Linked DNA regions of Mus musculus: region 1 is linked to region 2. A link is a contact called in public HiChIP or PLAC-seq data. All regions are on one chromosome and are shown on one strand. Each heading gives the region's core, a stretch centred on a gene start, on an enhancer-like site or on the middle of the called end of the contact. The rest is flanking DNA. Distances are from core to core; before and after follow the strand shown. Region 1 overlaps 2310043O21Rik (RIKEN cDNA 2310043O21 gene). Region 2 has its middle 24 kb from the start of G930009F23Rik.

What was found. HiChIP or PLAC-seq counts read pairs in DNA pulled down with a chosen protein or histone mark.
Region 1: a contact with region 2 is called in an H3K4me3 HiChIP or PLAC-seq map of intestinal crypt epithelium, with 5 read pairs. The contact joins two enhancer-like sites. A contact is called at or near these places in 3 of 484 Hi-C or Micro-C datasets (all in liver) and 2 of 115 datasets of contacts at active chromatin or transcription factors (intestinal crypt epithelium and pancreatic cancer cells).

What each region holds. Positions count from the first base shown.
Region 1 is chr15:38,565,588-38,568,803 of GRCm38.p6, reverse strand. All of the region lies in intron 2 of 2310043O21Rik (RIKEN cDNA 2310043O21 gene), which reads left to right. Gm41309 (a long non-coding RNA gene) reads left to right here. Exons shown (of 3, transcript XR_875194.2): 3 at 1-272. Among named protein-coding and RNA genes, the nearest start is that of 2310043O21Rik, 28 kb to the left of the region's middle. Within about 2 kb of position 1,438, at least 111 of the 459 cell types and tissues checked have an H3K27ac peak or open chromatin away from gene starts, as enhancers often do. A contact at or near this core is called in intestinal crypt epithelium, where this site is marked.
Region 2 is chr15:38,430,196-38,433,486 of GRCm38.p6, reverse strand. No RefSeq gene overlaps it. Among named protein-coding and RNA genes, the nearest start is that of G930009F23Rik, 24 kb to the left of the region's middle. Within about 2 kb of position 1,651, at least 50 of the 459 cell types and tissues checked have an H3K27ac peak or open chromatin away from gene starts, as enhancers often do. A contact at or near this core is called in intestinal crypt epithelium, where this site is marked.

The sequences.
Region 1 (3,216 bases), core at 189-2,688, 140 kb before region 2:
GTCCAGCCTGGTCTACGTAAAGACTCCAAATTAATCAGTGCTACATAACGAGACCCTGTCTATAAACAAACAAACGAATAAATTCTGGCTCTGACTCTCTGAGAGACAGTGACGAGCCAGGTCCCAGAGCCACTCAGCCACCACATTGGTGCAGTGTGTGTGGGAAGGTCCAGGGGTCAGGCACTCAGCAGGGCTGGCCACGTGTATCCTGTACCTGACAGAAGGTGAGAGTTAAGGTTGGCAAGACTCAGAGTCATTAAATGTCAGCCAGAAAACAGGCACCTTTTCTGGCTAATAATAAAAATTGTAAATAATTTACCAACTGGAGCTTGGAACCTACTCTTGGAAGGGATGTGATGTTGGAGCAGGCCTGCCTGCTCTTGGATGATCGATCGGCTGAAGTTGGTCTAAGGCCCTGTCGCTTGTCAGGACCATTGCCAGAGCCCTCTTGCCCCTCCAAGCACTCTCTCTTTCTCTCTCTCTCTCTCTCCTCTCTTCCCCCCTCTCTCTCTTTCGTGTGTGCGCGCACGCTCTCTCGCCATGGTTTGTTGAGTGTGTAGACTGTGCCAGCAATGAGCAGACTTTCGGTAAAGCATTACGCTGGTGTGACTGGGGACATCCTGACAAGATAATATTTGAATGCAGACACGGTAAACAGTGAACTACTGGAACGATCTAACCTGTGTGGGCCTCACTGAATCCGTTGAAGCTGCTCCTGCTTGGTCAGCTTTCAGGTTTCTCCTTGCCTTTGGACTTAAAGTGAACCAGTAGTTCTTCCCTATGCCTCCATTCGGACTTGAACCCTTTCCTCTCCTGGGTTCAACATGCCCTCTTCCCGATCTTGGCTCCATTTCTCTAGAGAGTCCTGACGATACATCTGTTTTCTGTTGTCTCTGCCGACAGCCATGGCCACCAATCTGCCATAATGGTGGCCCCTCTTTACAAAGGCCACTTCACCTGGTTTCTCTCTCTGGGTTCCGCTGTAAGCACGGCCTCAGAGGTCTGATTGCCAAAGGGCCTGGCTTTATCTTCCTGAACCTTGCTCTGCTAATCATTGCTCCGTGTCTCCAGGTGACTTTCTCTCTGCCTATAAATGTGCCCTAATCTCCAGGGACTTCCTGTCACTCTCCAGCAAAGGTCACATTTCTGAAATCTCATCTCCTTAGTGCTCAGTGGTTTGAATTTGAGGAACTTGTTTCTGGTTCTACTGGGTCTGTGTGAAATGACTCTGACTTTTCTGTGCCTGTTTTCTTATCTGCGGTCGGAAGCTGGGGTTATGTCTTCAGTGGCCTTGAGAGTAAACTGCAATAGCAGAGACCCTTGTCCTGAAGTGTGGACAATAAATGTTAACTCACCCTCTCACCTCCTTCTCCTCCCTGGGCACCGCGGAGCCTGGCTCAGGCCCAACGGCTTTCAAGAAGCTGCCATGTGAGTGGTGAGTGGGTGTGTTCAGCCCTGGGTCTCTGCCCAGGTGCAGCACTTGATATTCTAGGACGCTGACTTCCCCTTCCCGGAGGCTCCTCTCCCTCGATTGCCACTCGCTGCTGAGCACACCTGGCACCAGTCAAGGCTCAGGATCACACACAGGTGCTCACATGCTTACACAGGTAGGAACATTCGCACCCAGACACGAGTGAACACAGGAGTGGGGCACAGGAGTGGGGGCTTTTTCTTCCCATCAAGCCTTTGGTCTTGCAGACACTGCTGTTCTCGTCACCATAGAAGGCTAAGCCTTGTTTATATTGCCTCATCCTGTGAGGCGCCTCTTAGGAACCCTTCCTAACACCTTTTTCTTTCAGAAACTAGTTGACTCGTCTCTTCTTGGTTCTATGAAATGTCCCACATCATCCTATAGTGTGTGTGTGTGTGTGTGTGTGTGTGTGTGTGTGTGGACAAAACCTAGGGCGTCGTGCATGTTAGACAAGTGCCCTAATATCGATCAATCTCCATGACTTTGACATTTTATTTTATTTTGGAATAGTCTCTAAGTTTCCCAGGTTGGCTTCAAACTTGTGACCCTCCTACTTGAGCATTCCCAGAGGCTGGGGTCACATGGACTACCATGTGGTCCTGGTTCTATAATCCTCTCTATGTGAAATGACTAAGAGACCTTTATGGTGAGGATCTCTTCTTCCTCCTTGAGTTTCTAACTCTTAAATCAGTGCCAGATTCATATTTCCAAACATTGTGTTTAATGACTCTAAATAACCAGTTTATGAAGTCAATATTCACTCATATTCCCTGAGTCTTAGCTAGGAAGATGCAAGCCAGAGATGACTTCCAGGGAGCCAGAGGGTTAGAAATAAATCAGAAGAAACCAAGCATGGTGGCAGACTATAATTTCCAGCACTCTACAGCCAACCTAAATGCCACATAATGACTAACAGGTCAGCCATGTTATAGTGAGACACTGTTTCAAACAAACAAACAAACAAGAATTCTGTGCCTGTGTGTGTGTGTGTGTATGTGTGCACATGTGTGTGTGTGCGTGTGTGTGTGTGTGTGTTAGAAAAAGGAAAACAGTCGTGATATGGTTGGACAATGCTTTGGACAATAGCTGGGAGAGATTATCAGGGTCTGGCAGGAGTTGTGGGGTGGTTGTCACACACAGAAACTCAGATCAGAGAGAAGGGGCTGAGGCGGCAGCTTAGTGGGTAAGAACACTGTTGGTGAAAACAGGAGAACGTGAGTTTGAATCCCCAGCACCCATGTAAAGCCAGGCAGAGCTGTGAGCACATGCATGGGGCATAAAGTCAGGTAGATCCTGGGAATTCACTGGTAGCCAGACTAGCAGAAATCACAAGCTCTCAAAGTTCCAACTAGTGAGAGACAATAAGGCAGAAAGCAATGCACTGATGCATGCATCCATGCAGCCCCAACCCCCGCAACACACACACACACACACACACACACACACACACACACATTAGAGAGGGGCTAAAAGGCAGTGTGTGTAGAAAGGCCAGATTCACTTTTCTCAAAGTTTTGCTGAGGTTTGCTCACAGGGTAGCTATGTCAGATGCAGAAGAAATGGAAAGAAAACGCAAACCAGAAAATGCTGGGGAAAGAGCTCCGCTCACCTAATAAGCCTGAGGATCCGAGTTGGTCCCTCAGAGCCCCTAGCAAAGCTGGTGTAGTGGTGCCCACTCGCAACTCCTGCACTGAATTTATTGGCCAGCAAGCCTGGCCAATCAGCTGAAGCTCAGGTAAAAGTGT
Region 2 (3,291 bases), core at 402-2,901:
CTGGCTTGTGTGTTAAGCACTTTCATAAACTTTGTTTAGTGTGCAATTTTTGCTTGCATGCCTACTTTAATTCCTCACGGTCTGCATTTCCTGGGTGTCGTGTGATAACTCTACATTTAATGTATTGAGAAATTGCCACACTGTTTTCCAAAGCACCTGAAGCATTTAATCCCAGGAACAAAGTATACAGTCTCAGTTGCTCACACCCTCACCAGCATCTACTGCTTCTCGGTATTGTTTGCAATCCTTGGGATCCTTGCAATCCAGGAAGGGCCCTGTCTGTACCTGCTGAGCAATCCATGTTCCCAAGCTTCATTCCTCCATAAAAAAACCATTATATTCACCTGCGTTAGTTAACTAAGTGGGAACAAAATAATATCATTTTGTGTGCTGGGCACCATGTCAATCGCTGGTAGGCTGCAGAGAACACAGCAAGGGCCCTGCTCTCATGGAAGCTCTGTTCCAGTAGGTATGACATAGGTCAGGGGAGACAGGAAACTAGACATGGGAGACCAGTTGCCACTGGACTGAAGCTGGGGAAGAGCAGCCAGCCGTTCTCCCAACACGGAAAGTGAAGACCTGAGGCTGCAGATCTATGGCTATTTGGGCATGGCTTCAGGGGGACATGCATACATGCATGCATGGATGTGTGCTCCACTGATGAATACAGAAACACTTGACCAGTGGCTTCCACACTACTGAGGACACTACTTCTTCTTCTCTCATCAACCGTTTAGGGACCAGTGGGTCCCCTCTCCCTTCCTTTGCAGGGTGTTTGTGGACCAGACTCACAAAGGTCTTGTGCAGGAAATCACAGCTATGAGTTTGAAAATGCAGTGGCCATGCCATGTCTGGAGATCCATGCCCCACACCTCGCTCACCTCCTCTGCTTCTCGGTCTTTCTCCTGAGATGGTGCTCAAGCTTTGGAAGGGATGACACAGACACCCCATTTATGACTGGACACCAGCCTTTGTGGTCACTGCTGACCACTGTGAAATCTCTCTGACCAAAGCAGCCAGCAGCACTAGTCTATGTGCATACATAGAGTGATTTAGAAGGCTGTCTGACAGACCCATGTCCATTTAGCACCAATAACAGCAGCTTCCCACTAGAGCTATGATCTCTCCAGTCACAGACTTTTGGCCAAGTTTACAGCGCTACACATGCCTTCCCTCCTGTGGAGTGAGCATCAATCCAGTTGGTTTGGGCACCCCTCTCTGACACCACTGTTGCACCTGCAGGCCTATCTCACCTGACTTCTAATGGCTGTATTTTAATGACATCCACTGGGGGATCTGGCCAATAGATTGTGGTCTGAACCGACTCTTGCTTCTTCCTGAAGTGAGTTCCTTCCACAGTCTCAGAACTTTGAGTATGAGCCTAGGAATCTGCCTCTCTCAATTCCCACTTCCCTTCTTGTCAGGTGAGCTAATGCACACCAGAGCCTAGGAGCTACTATAACCAGAAGGTAAGCAGCTTGCTACCACTGGATGGCAGAGCAGGCAGGATCTTGTTACCTGTTTGTGCTGGCTGAGTATCCCTTGGCTTGGTCCCAGTTTCTCAGGGCAAACAGACTTGTGGATCAGGCACCCCTGTGTGCCAGGGACAAGGTGGGGTGGACAGTGCCCCACCCCTTGCCTTGCTCTACTCTGTGGTCCACGTGGTGAGACATCTGGCCCAGTGGCTTTTACCCTAGTGGGCAATAGACTGCGTTCTCATGCCTGTTGCTTCCTGGTGAATGCTGTCTGGACAGAACCCTGGGCTGGGAAGCTGGCCTAAATAGATTCAAGTTCTATCAAAAGGTTTTCAGACAGCCTGGGTACTGACAGACGAAGTTAGGCAATATGTTTGCAGGTCTCTAGATTTATTGTCGCAGCTGTGGTTAAAACTAGTAAGTCTTGCCAGGTGGTAGTGGTGGCCTTTAATCCCAGCATTCAGGAGGCAGAAGGCAGGAAGCAGAGGCAGGCCGATCTACGAGTTTGAGGCCAGCCTCATCTACAGAGTAAGTTCCAGGACAGCCAGGGATACACAGAGAAACTCTGTCCCCAAAAACCAAAAACCTAAAACCAACCAACCAAAACTAATAAGTCTCTGATGGAGGCATGAGCTCTGAGAAATACAGGCATCTTTCCAGCAACAACGACTCCCTTCATGGGCTTATTTGAAGCCCCCCACAAATACTCTGCCTGGTTTACAAGGCAATTCATAACACCCCATGACATTAGTTCCAACCCAATATGTATAACTCTCAGGGTTCAAGGATTATAGGCAGAAGCCTTTCCCTTATGCTCTCTGCTAGCCCTTACAGGACTGAGTCTATGGGAGGAGCAAAGAGCCAGATAGAAGAAAGTGAAAATCACAAGTGTTCATCTTTATAGAAATAGTCATCACAGCAATACGACTTGGACCAGCAATGTGGCTCAGTGGTTAAGACACTTGCCACAAAGCTTGATGATTTGATTTGTGTACAATCCCCTTGACTCACAGGATAGAAGGAGAGACCTGACTTTCACATGTGCTCTGTGACATGCATGTGTGTGGATACATGCATGCATACATACACACAAAATAAATATCTTCAATAAATCTTTTTTAAAAATCAAAATGGGTTGAAAGGATAGCTTAGCAGGTAAGAGTGGTTTCTGCTCTTTCAGAGAACTTGAGTTTAGTTCCATCCTCCTTGGGCCACACACAACCGCCTATAACCACACACAACCTCCTATAACACCCTTTTCTGGTCTTCACAGGCACTGGCACATACTTGGCATAGACTTATATGGACATAGACACCCACATAAATAAAAATAAAGGCCTGATATCAGGGATCACACCTTTAATGTCAGCACTCAAACTCAGAGGCAGGTGGATCTCGGTGAGTTCAAGAACAGTCTGATCTAGATAGTGACTTCCAGGGCTATATAGTGAAACACTGTCTCAAAAACAAATTAGTAAAATAAAAATATAGATATAAAATATAGGTAAAAAACAGCTGGGCATGGTGACTTACACTTTTAATCCCAGCACTGGGAGACAGAGGCAAACAGATCTGGGTTTGAGGCTAGCCTGGTCTACAGAGAGGGTTCCAGGACAGCCAGGGCTACATAAAGAAACCCTGTCTCAAAAACCCAAAACTAAACCAAACCAAACCAAAAACAAAACCAAAAAAAAAACAAAAAACAAAAAACAAAAAACAAAAAAACCCCAACATCAACAGATCCATTCACCCATAAGCCCCCAGACACACATTACAGCTGAGGAAAGAGCTGTGGTTCATTTCCCCAACAAAAAAT